2 separate regions of the Mus musculus genome follow, and region 1 is linked to region 2. Evidence: chromatin contacts called from public Hi-C data. All regions are on one chromosome and are shown on one strand. Each heading gives the region's core, a stretch centred on a gene start, on an enhancer-like site or on the middle of the called end of the contact. The rest is flanking DNA. Distances are from core to core; before and after follow the strand shown. Region 1 overlaps LOC102640985 (a long non-coding RNA gene). Region 2 holds the start of Gask1b (golgi associated kinase 1B).

What was found. Hi-C and Micro-C count contacts between places; a contact is called where the count stands out from the background.
Region 1: a Hi-C map of the C2C12 cell line shows a contact between it and region 2, with 11 times the contacts expected there. The contact joins the enhancer-like site here to the promoter of Gask1b in region 2. A contact is called at or near these places in 19 of 39 promoter capture datasets (the 3T3-L1 cell line, 3T3-L1-derived adipocytes, the C10 cell line and 11 more), 3 of 15 datasets of contacts at CTCF or cohesin (large pre-B cells, pro-B cells and stem cell-derived epiblast-like cells), 50 of 484 Hi-C or Micro-C datasets (B cells, the Ba/F3 cell line, the C2C12 cell line and 27 more), 8 of 115 datasets of contacts at active chromatin or transcription factors (Th17 cells, astrocytes, bone marrow-derived macrophages and 5 more) and 3 of 9 other capture datasets (adipose tissue, embryonic stem cells and liver).

What each region holds. Positions count from the first base shown.
Region 1 is chr3:81,915,315-81,920,688 of GRCm38.p6, forward strand. It overlaps LOC102640985 (a long non-coding RNA gene), which reads right to left. Exons shown (of 3, transcript XR_375741.2): 2 at 1,802-2,889; 3 at 1,275-1,330. Among named protein-coding and RNA genes, the nearest start is that of Ctso, 15 kb to the right of the region's middle. Within about 2 kb of position 3,092, at least 67 of the 459 cell types and tissues checked have an H3K27ac peak or open chromatin away from gene starts, as enhancers often do. A contact at or near this core is called in the C2C12 cell line, Th17 cells, adipose-derived mesenchymal stem cells and 2 more, where this site is marked.
Region 2 is chr3:79,883,624-79,888,834 of GRCm38.p6, forward strand. It overlaps Gask1b (golgi associated kinase 1B), which reads left to right and starts at 2,307. Exons shown (of 4, transcript NM_133187.3): 1 at 2,307-3,507. The coding sequence starts at 2,604. Gm36569 (a long non-coding RNA gene) reads right to left here and starts at 3,183. Exons shown (of 3, transcript XR_375740.1): 1 at 2,473-3,183.

The DNA.
Region 1 (5,374 bases), core at 1,842-4,341, 2.0 Mb after region 2:
TGGCCGGTGTTCTCAGCTGTGCAATGGTGCCAATCAAGCTCAAGTTATTTTACAGTTTCTGTTTGTTTGCCTTGATTGAGGTCGTTTAGAAAGGATTCAGTTGATAGCCTAAGCTATTCTGGAACCCGCTGTGTATCCCAGGTTATCCCCATACTTATGACAATGCCATTCCTTCTGCCTCAGCTCCCTTAGTGCTGAAATTATATGCATGAGCCAATACCTAGCTCTTAAGTCATTTAAATCATTATATATAGGAACGAAATTCAAAACAAGTATAAAAGCTAAGATTCAAATAAGTCCTCAGATATTAATCTATGGAATAGATTACAGCACCAATGAGAGAAAACATGTGCCTTACTGGTAAAATTTAAGGTATATAATATATAGGAAACATCAAACTTACGTATGCCATAGCTTAATGATAAAGTAGTTTTAAGCAGACCCACAGAAATCATAAATAGACCAGGAATATTCAACCAAATACTGAGTCCAGACCAAGTATTTAATTCTCAAGACTCCCTCAATTTCAAAGCTTAAGAGGCTAGGAGTATAGATATGTATCAGATAATGTAATCTGCGGTTTTAGATCCTGGAAAACTAAAATGAGAAAATCTTAATAAAGCTCCCAGCTAATGCTTGTTTTCAGAGTTCTGCCAGTATCTACAAAATTAAAAAAAAAAAAAATCGAAGGTCACTTTCTGTGCCTGGTCCTGAATTCTCCCTCTTCCTTCTCTTGTCATTTACTCTTCCAAATGGAAATGGACAGAGCCACTGGAAAGTCTGTACAGAAGCTCACCAAGAGGAAGTGAGTCACTTGGTGAACATGTGTCAAGAAAGGAAGCCTGAGTGGGTCCAGATGGCAGGGTGCCACACAAGCCTAGCACAACTCTTCATCTTGGGCAAAGCAAAGCAAGAACAGGCAATGTTTGTAATGGCGTGCTAACATCAGTCGGCAGACACAGTCTCCATGGCACCAAAGCACATCATACAAACAAAGGAGAGCCACGGGGAAGCCAGGGCTGCACCAGCTCTCTAAGTTTTAAAGTAAAGGATCAGGATGCTAACTGACAAGGAATGATCATAGACATTTGACATGTCTGTTTAGCATCCCCATGCTGAATGGATGCCTTCATATCCCTTTAGCTACAATAAACAAAGCAGACACTCAGTGTGAAGCCTATCTGACTGGCCACCTCCATTGGTGGCAGTGGAGTCCCAGTAGAATAAGGGCTGGCTTGGACATGCTATTTACCTAAGTTTTTCCCACATCCATCACTTATTAGCTGTTCATCTCTGGGTAAGTTATTTCACATCCGTTCGGTATGGCATGCTGTGTAAATAAAGAGAAGAATGTCCTATTTATTAAAAGGATTCATGGTGACTAGATCTAGAGCAGAGACAAATTATGTACTAATATGTACCTACTAGTAAAAGCAAGGTTTCTTTATGCCTTCCTTAGCAATTATCTTATATTGCTTTCATCAAGTTCCATACTAGTCACTATAAGTAGTTTGTTGCTACTATGAAAATAAAATGAATTTACATTTTTCAGCCACATTTTCCAGACACACTCATTTGCATGCTCTCCTCCAACCACTGAATGTCATCTTGCAGGATTTTCATAAGGTATGAATATTTATTGTTATTTAAATGCAATCCTGTGCGAGATAAAATTGCAGCCTCAGACCTAATTCAGTCTGTCCTTCCTGCCTGTGCATAATATGCATATGAGATGATGTAATGAAAGACCTAGGTATCTCTGTCACTGTCCCTTCCACACACTTAAACCTCATGCTCTTACCTGACAATAACCAGCAGACAGGCAGGGAACAGGGCCAGGGGTCCTTGGGCAACAGAAATCCACTGCTGTACCATGGGAGACACTGATATGCCCCTATCCGAGGCAGACCTGCTGTGAAATGACATCGGTGCTGTCACTGGCATGAACACAGGTAGGAGATGCTCTATAGATTCCCCTCACAATTCTCTGCAGTGATAGCAGGGAATGGCGCCATCTGAACCCTCCAGTCTCCCACAACTCTAGCCCTTAATAGTTCACCTGAGACCATGCCCTGGGGTTCCGTGGCAGGGCACCTTAAAGCTACCTTTGGAGAGTTCCACTGTGCTAGGAAAAGGTATTCACTCTTGCTACACCCACATGACCAGGATTGCTTGTCAGTTCCTCATCTTCTATGGCCTGCATCTGCCTTGTGTAGAAAGCCGGCGGCAGGCAGGCAGGCAAGCAGCTGTGTTGGTGAATGGGAATTCCAGTGTGGCTCAGAATGCTAGGTTTCCCTATTGACTCTCCATCCTTTCCAAGGTTTATACTCTCCATATTTACCCTGGCTGCTGTTTAGCAAAGACCTTAATGCTGCAATCTCTGTTGGGGTTGGTATGACTCAGGGATGCCCTCCCTGAAGACTAAGAACTCCTTCCTCCCCTCCTCAGACAGGCCCCAGGCACAGGACTGTTATTTTCCTGGTCTGGTTCTGAGGATGTCTGGCCACAATGATTCATGGTGTTTTTTTAATATGTGGCTGGAAGCTATTGTTAGTTCTCAGATACAGACACCTACAATACACACAGTAAGGGAAAAATCCTCACCCATGTTTGATTATACCATTGTAGTACATAGAATGAGAAGAAAAATCCCCTTAAACTTTAGAGTTGAATAAATGTCAAAGGTACAGATATTTGTCTGTATGTGGTTTTATTTTCCTTCCACGGTACATGTCATATCGGAAGGAACGTCAACCATGGAGCTGGCTTTCTTCAAAAGCTCACTTTTGAAGGATTAAGGAAGTGTGTTCTACTCTTCCTGCTGTCATCTCTTCTTTCTGATGCTTGATGAACAGTGCTTGTCGTGAGTTCAAGGCCACCCATGGGAAGCTGGGGAAGAATCATATAAAGCGTGTCAAGTTCATTCAGGCTGCCTGAGGTCCAGTCCATCTTAGCTGATAGTTCTTGGGTCCTATTAATCCCCAAGCTCTGTCTCTTGGCTGAATTGCAGCTGGCTGTGAGACATGTAACAGTGCTTCTGTCGCCTGGGATCAGCTGCCTCTCCCTGATGACTAAGCCCTTCCCTGGCATGTAGGCAGCTAGCGACTTCATATTCTCCATCATATCCTCTAACCTCAATCGCCTCTGAGACAAGTTGACCTCATCTCTACCGTGAAGAGCCACAGCAGACAAGCAGGCCCTCCACACAGAATCTAGAAAGCACGGGGATTTTTTTTGTAGACATGAAATACCACGAAGAGCTGTGTTACACGGTCTCTCTTTTGGCCCTCTAAATGATAAGGCCTCTCTGTTCTCCATAAATGGTTTAAATGTGCTTTCTCTGTATCTGTCAGTCTCTTTTGGGAATGTTTAATCACCAGTGAACTAAGAATCTGAGCCACCATCTCTTTCCATGAGCTATCCCAGCGTTCAATACCTCCAAAGTCGCTGTCAGAAGAAAAGAGACATTTTTTGTTAGTTACTTTGATAGATTAGCATTACTTATTGCTTCAATTTAATACAAACAAAATCTTGTTGCATTATGATTGAACCCATTAAAGACAGAAAAGTAGAAAAAATTGCAAATCTCTATAAATCTGTTGATTTTATTTTATTTTTTTTTATTTTTATTTTTATTTTTTTACTATTTTCTTGGTGTATGCTATGGAGTCTTGCTGATCAAAGATTACAAATGGTAACAAGCAGTAACTCAGTTCATTATGGCAAATTAATATCTCCACAGCTTGTGCTGCTTGTTCTTTGTGGGAAATCATACATTAATTTCATTTAGATCCTGTAAGTGTGGGGTCTCTAACCTGACACTTGAGTATACAATTATCTTTAACATTAGGAAATATCACTTCAGAGGAAAAGATGATCCTATTCAACAATTATATCTCATTCATCATAGAAGTTATCCATTAAACATCTGCTGCTATTGACCTCTAAGGCTGGAGATACTGAATAGAACATGCTGTAGCTTCATAGTCTCAAAACCAATACTTCTGAGTATAGAATGTAAAAGGATGTCTATCTCAATTATCTTTGAAAATATGCTTATGTTTATTTAACTGATTTATTTGTAACTGTACTAACAATTTTGTTTCTGATGGTTATGCAATGTAATAGAAATAAGAGTTGTTAATATGATCATGAGTGAAAAAAATATACACACACACATATATATATATACACATATTATACATATATATACATATATATATATACACATATTATACATATATATATACATATATATATATACACATATTATACATATATATATATACATATATATATGGTTAATCACATGAAAATGTCTCATAGTTGAAATTTCTGAATATTTGGAGGAGAAAAATAATTTTGCCTTTAATTCAGATCTCAGGGTTGTGTGTGGTGATGCATGTATCAGCTAGAACTTTGCTTCAAAGTGTGATATGGATTTGCTGCTTGCCTTTAACATCAATGTTCATTCCTTCCAAAAGATTGGTTAGTATCTGAAAACAAAGATGGAATTCATTGCAACAAAGAGTCTTTTGTCAGCTCTATAGTAGCAATGTGAAGTGTAGAGCAGAGGCAATTAGCAACAATTACGGAATACTCAGCTCTTCACAAACACTGAGAGTCTGTGCCTGCCAGTACCGTTAAAGGGAACAACATTCTCTTCAAAGTGCTGAAAACTGAGGAGGAAAATGCAAAAACCTTCACTACACTTAAATGCCCTGATAGCATTTTTAAAACATACAAACGAGCAGTCAGTGCTTTAATCTTCAACACACACGCTGTAGTGAAAAGGGTGTTCCCACCATCCCCACCCCCACCTTGTTTGGAATGGAAACTGTCTAATAAAGAAGAACTGAATGCTAAATAATAGACAATTTTTCTCTTATAATGCTGGGAAGTCATGACAGGCTTCCCACATCAGAAGAATCAACGACGACATATGCAACTGTAAAGACAACATACAATTTACTTAAACTCTTCCGCAAGTTCACTGGAAAGATTCTCTGGGCAGGTACTCATGTCTCTTTTCACAGTTTCACCTCAGGAATACTTTCTGGGATGAAGAGATGATACCAGCACCTCACAGGCCAGAATGGCTTCTTTCCAACTACTTGATTTTACATATGGACACAGGCAAGTCTTTACGTGTTCATCATGGATATAAAACAAGTATTTTTCTGTTATTTTTTCCTCCTTAATACATTTGCTATGTTTTTAGCAGTGCTTTACCAGTGTTATCGTAACGCTATGTAACAGACACCCCTGTTAAATTTTAATGGACCAGAGAAACAATCATTTTTCCTTCCATGTCTCGGTTGACGAACAGTCTGTGGATTATCTGATGGCATCAGCACTTGCCTAGGCTCTCCTG
Region 2 (5,211 bases), core at 1,057-3,556:
TTGTCAAAAATAGGACTTTAAGAGCTCCCACATGCTAAACTAGTGCTCTATCAGCAAGCCACACCTCAGCTCAGGGCTTTCCTTTGTAAAGGCTTACTTAGGTCAATTAATCTTTTGAATATGCGTAAAGTACAAGATAGCTATAAAAAGCAGTTCTGAGCCGGGCGTGGTGGCGCGCACCTTTAATCCCAGCGCTCGGGAGGCAGAGGCAGGTGGATTTCTGAGTTTGAGGCCAGTCTGGTCTACAAAGAGTTCCAGGACAGCCAGAGCTACACAGAGAAATCCTGTCTCGAAAAAACCAAGCCAAACCAACCAACCAAACAAACAAAAAAGCAGTTCTGCCATTGTCCCATCTCAGAAACTTCTGAGATACTTTCTAGAAAACAAATTCATGTTCATAGAGTTTGCTTTAAGAGTTTTGGAGCATAAAGAAAATGACTTCAGTGCCCGAATTCTCATTAAGTTTAGTCAAAGCCAGTCAGAACTTTAAGGTTCCTGTCCATCTCTGATTTGTCTCTTTTCATGATGTATCATAACTTTTAAAGAGGAAGAATAGTTTGAGAATGGGAAAATCTTTGCTTTTTTTTTTGGCATTGTAACACGATATTTTAAGGATTATACAGCATCATATTCTATTATTTTCATTTCCCACCACATCACAGCCTTTTCTCTAAAAAGGGGGTAATCGTCCCTATCCCATTGGTGGCTTCTTGTTTGATTCTGTTTGCTGTGGAAGCAGAGACAAGTAAGCCCAGTGAGACCCCAAGGTCATCTGATCCTGCCTTTGTGCCAGGACATGCAAATGACCCAGGCCAATCACTAACCTGTTTTCAGAAGACCTCCAATCAGAAGGGGTCCAGGCTGCCTTCTGAGGGCTGTTGCTGTGTTCATTTGCATGCTGCAAGAACCTTCTCATCTCCCTACACCCCACTCTTATCTCACGCTTCCGTTTCTCTACTCATTTCCAGTGACCCCCTTCTTAGCTTTGTCTACCTTTCCTGGCCGTTTTACCCCCATCGAGAACTGGTGGGAGACAAGAGTTAGTCTGCAAACAGCCCAGATGTAAGGTAAGTTGCAGGCCCTGGACTCTGGCGTCCAGTTTCCCCTTCCCAACTCCGTGGGGTCAGGCAGGGGTCAGTGGGCACTCCTCATTTTTCTAAGGTATTTATTTGGCAACAGGGTCTCCGCCAACTCCAGCAAAACACTTCAGATCACTTCAGCTTCCCAAGGCTGCCATTTCTGTGTCGCTTAGCAAATGAGACACTAGGGGGCTCCCAGGGGCTGAAAGGAGCAGAAAGTTGTTTGAATGAAAACTGGGTCTGAGCTGTGTTTGGAGAAATTCAAAATTAAATTTTATTTTTTATTTTTTTAGTCATCTTTAAAAAGAACCTCACGTGTCTGAAAACGGCGCAGCAGCCAGTTTACAAATCATTTTGCTCCGCTGTTAGAAGGCGGCAGCTTTTAAGGCTGAGCCGAGATGTTTGAAAGGTGGAACACCCTTGGCCATGAAATATGTTCTCCTTACGTGCCTCAGCCTTTCAAAGTTCTGTGCATTAGAGTCAGGAATTCCATTCTTCCTGGAGCTAAGCGTGGGGCCAGCTGTGTAAGTAAAGTTTTGTTTTTCTTCTTAAACAACTTTTTCCCTCTATTTAAAAATGTGAAGAAAAAGGCAAAAAAAACAACAACAAAAAAAAAAACAACAAAAAAAAACCCACCAAAAAACCTAGATATTCTTTTCTTTCATTTTTGCTCTCTTTAGTGGAAAGAAAAGGAATAAAAAGTTGTGTGTGTGTGTGTGTGTGTGTGTGTGTGTGTGTGTGAGAGAGAGAGAGAGAGAGAGAGAGAGAGAGAGAGAGAGAGAGAGAACTCACCCTTTTCAAGCTATATAAACATCAAGGGGTAGTTAAATAACAATTTTAGATATGGAATATATTGTGAAAACAATGTGGAACATTAGTTAAGAGAATATGTTTAAATATGAACTCACTACTTGATATTTTTGTAATATATATCTTACAAAAGTTAGGGTGTCTATAAAAATCTTAAAAAGTATTTATTTCTTTTCTTATTTCTGAATCACAAAAAGGGGGTCTGCAGGGGATCCTGGTTGATGACTTTTAAGAGTTTTGCTTCTCAGATGTAGTGGCTTTAACTGTGAGCTAGCAAACGCTCTTTGCAGCTTGTCTTCATTACTTTAAAGTAAAATCAGACTCACACACCTATCTTGCTTCCGCATTTTAAACTTTACACCAAACTTGGTAGAATTTGTGGAAGGAAAGGGTTACTCGCCTCTTTCCTCTTGTAGAGGAACTGAAATGGGTTGAGTTAGTGATTCAGTCAACTCTTGTTTCCATTCATTCCCAGAGTCAGCCCTCCTTTCTCCTGGGAAAGGCTGATAGGAGTTTAAAAGGCTTGCGGTGGCCAGTTCACAAAGCGTTCCCAGAACCCGCAGCAGCGACCCTTCTCTTTTACCTCTCTGCCTGTTGGAGACCACTTAGATAGCGAAGCGGACTGGACGGCTGGATTCAGGAAGCCATGAATCATGTCACCCGGAGCCAGCTGCAGACTTTAAACTCAGTTCAGCATGTGGAAGCGGCAGAGAAATGACCTGTCCAGACAAGCCGGGGCAGCTCGTAAACTGGTTTGTCTGCTCTCTGTGCGCCCCACGAGTGTGTAAACTTTGGAGTAGTCGGCGTCCCAGGACCAGACGGAACCTCCTGCTGGGCACTGCCTGTGCCATCTACCTGGGCTTTCTGGTGAGCCAGGTGGGCAGAGGTTCCTTTCAGCATGGGCAGGCGACTGACAGGGGACCACCCAACGGTCACGACATCTTCAAGGTACCCTTCTCTGAGATTCCCCTGGATGGTACCCTGGCCCCTCCAGAGTTGCAGGGCAATGGAAGCACTTTGCAGCCCAACGTGGTGTACATTACTCTACGCTCCAAGCGCAGCAAGCCTGCGAATATCCGTGGCACGGTGAAACCCAAGCGCAGGAAGAAGTATGCGGTGGCATCTGCAGCCCCTGATCAGGAGGTGCTGGTTAGACCATCCCTTATACAGCAGGAAGCTGCACGGGCAGCAGATGCTGAAGTACCTGGCTATGTTCAGGGTTACCTAACCAAGGTTGGTGAACGACCCTGGAGGGTGCTGCGTGGTCCTGGAGTCAGAACTAGAGGTTCAAACTTGCAGCAGCCTAGGGCCCGAGAGAGCAACATTAGGATTTATAGCGAGAGCGCCCCCTCATGGCTGAGCAAAGAAGACATCCGCAGAATGCGCCTCCTGGCTGATAGTGAGGTGGCTAGCATCCTACCTATCTCTAAGAGTGGTACCCGCTTGCTGGTGTTGGAAGGGAGCACCTCAGGCTCTGTGCCTGGCTGCGGGCCTAGCCCCTGTGGGCTTCTCAAGCAGCCGCTGGACATGAGTGAAGTGTTCGCCTTCCACCTGGACAGGATCCTGGGTCTCAACAGGACCCTGCCATCTGTGAGCAGGAAATTAGAGTTCATCCAAGGTAACAGATTCACTTGCTTCTTATTTGCAGCTGCTGGGGATTTGGGATCGTTTTCTCCTTTCCCCCACTCTCTCTGAATTATTTTCCCCACCCATGTTTCCCATTTGGACAGCAGCAGCAGCAGTAGCGTCATTTTTCCATACGCGTGGCATTCTTCTATTTCCCAGTCTGGGGATATTAGAGTTCTAATGCACAGCTGTGCTGGGCATGTGAGGGAAAGCCCACACTGCAATCTTTGCTCTCCGTTTCTCTCTGTGCACTTTTTCGTGGCATGTTAAATCTAATTAAAACTAGTGACAGTTTGCACGATGACAGGAAGCCAGGGTACAGAGCTTGCTGACAGCCTTGCATAGAACCTTACAGGTTTCTATGGAAACTTCCTTCCTAGGATGGTTTAAAGAGTAAGGGGTTGGGGGGTGGGGCATAGAAATGATGTCTCAGTGGTTAAGAGCACTCAGTGCTTTTGCAAATCACACACACACACACACACAGACACAGACACACACACACATACACACACAGGGTGTTTCACAACCGCCTGTAATTCATGGGTATCCAACACTGTCTTCTGACCTCTGTTGGCATCAGGCATGAGTGTGGTACACATCCACATATGAAGACAAACACTTCTATGCATAAAATAAAGATTAAATATTCTAAAAATTAAGAGGAAAGTGGTTATCTTTCCTCAGCAAATAGTCTTTGTCAGAGGCTCAGACAGAACTGACCACATGAGAGCTAACTCTTTTACCTCGACTGTCACCAATGGACTCAGCCTCTTTAATAAATAAAGAGCATAAAAATCATAGGTGCATTTAGAGTGTAGACTAACTAGCCATGTGACTTCTTCAAGCTTCACTATTTACAGAGCCCCATGTGTCCTCCTGTAACACAAAGGTTGTGTCTAGGGCATGTGGCCACTAACTGAAGTACAGCTTTGCAGTGCTGGTCTATGGAAATGATCTTGCCACACAGAGGATACTCTCTGAATGAGAATGCCATGTCGGGGTTGGAATCTGAAGTACACTCAGTCAGTGACTTGTGTTGCAATGTAGAACCACCCAGGCTGAAATGTTAGAGCATCTCTCTTCAGCTGTGCAATGGCAATACTGTCCACCTCATGAAGTTGCTGGTAGCTTACACATAGACAGCAGTTCTTGGCACCAACCAAACCTTCAATAAGCGCTGGCTATTGCTGTTATTCCACTGAGTGAGCCAAGTACCAAGTTCCCTGAGTTGCTTTGGGCCATCAACCCTCAAAGGTCATTTTCTCTTATGAACAAACTAGCAATAGAACTCTTCTAGTTTGACTGTGCCTATTTTGTGCCAGAATTCCTCTTGGACATTTGATTCTGTTCCCTGGGTTTCTAGAATATCAAAACCCCTAAAATTCAGTTTGAAGAAGTCTCTGGCATGGTCCTCGCTCCAGCCATATCCAAGTGGCGGTTGAAATAAATGAATAGAGTCACAGCCGCGGCTCAGTGTGATGAGTTCAAGAGTAGGATTTTGTATCAGATGGCTTCAGTGGTTGTTCTTGCTTCAATATCTCTTCCCTTCAGTGTTTTAGAGTCATGAAGTCAGGTCAGCTTCCTCAGGAGCATATGTATGGACTCACGTGTGCATCATTTCATACAGGTGTTTTGTTACAGTGAGGTAGGTGACAAGAACAGGCCAGTTCCAGCATGCAACGAACATTCTCAGGTT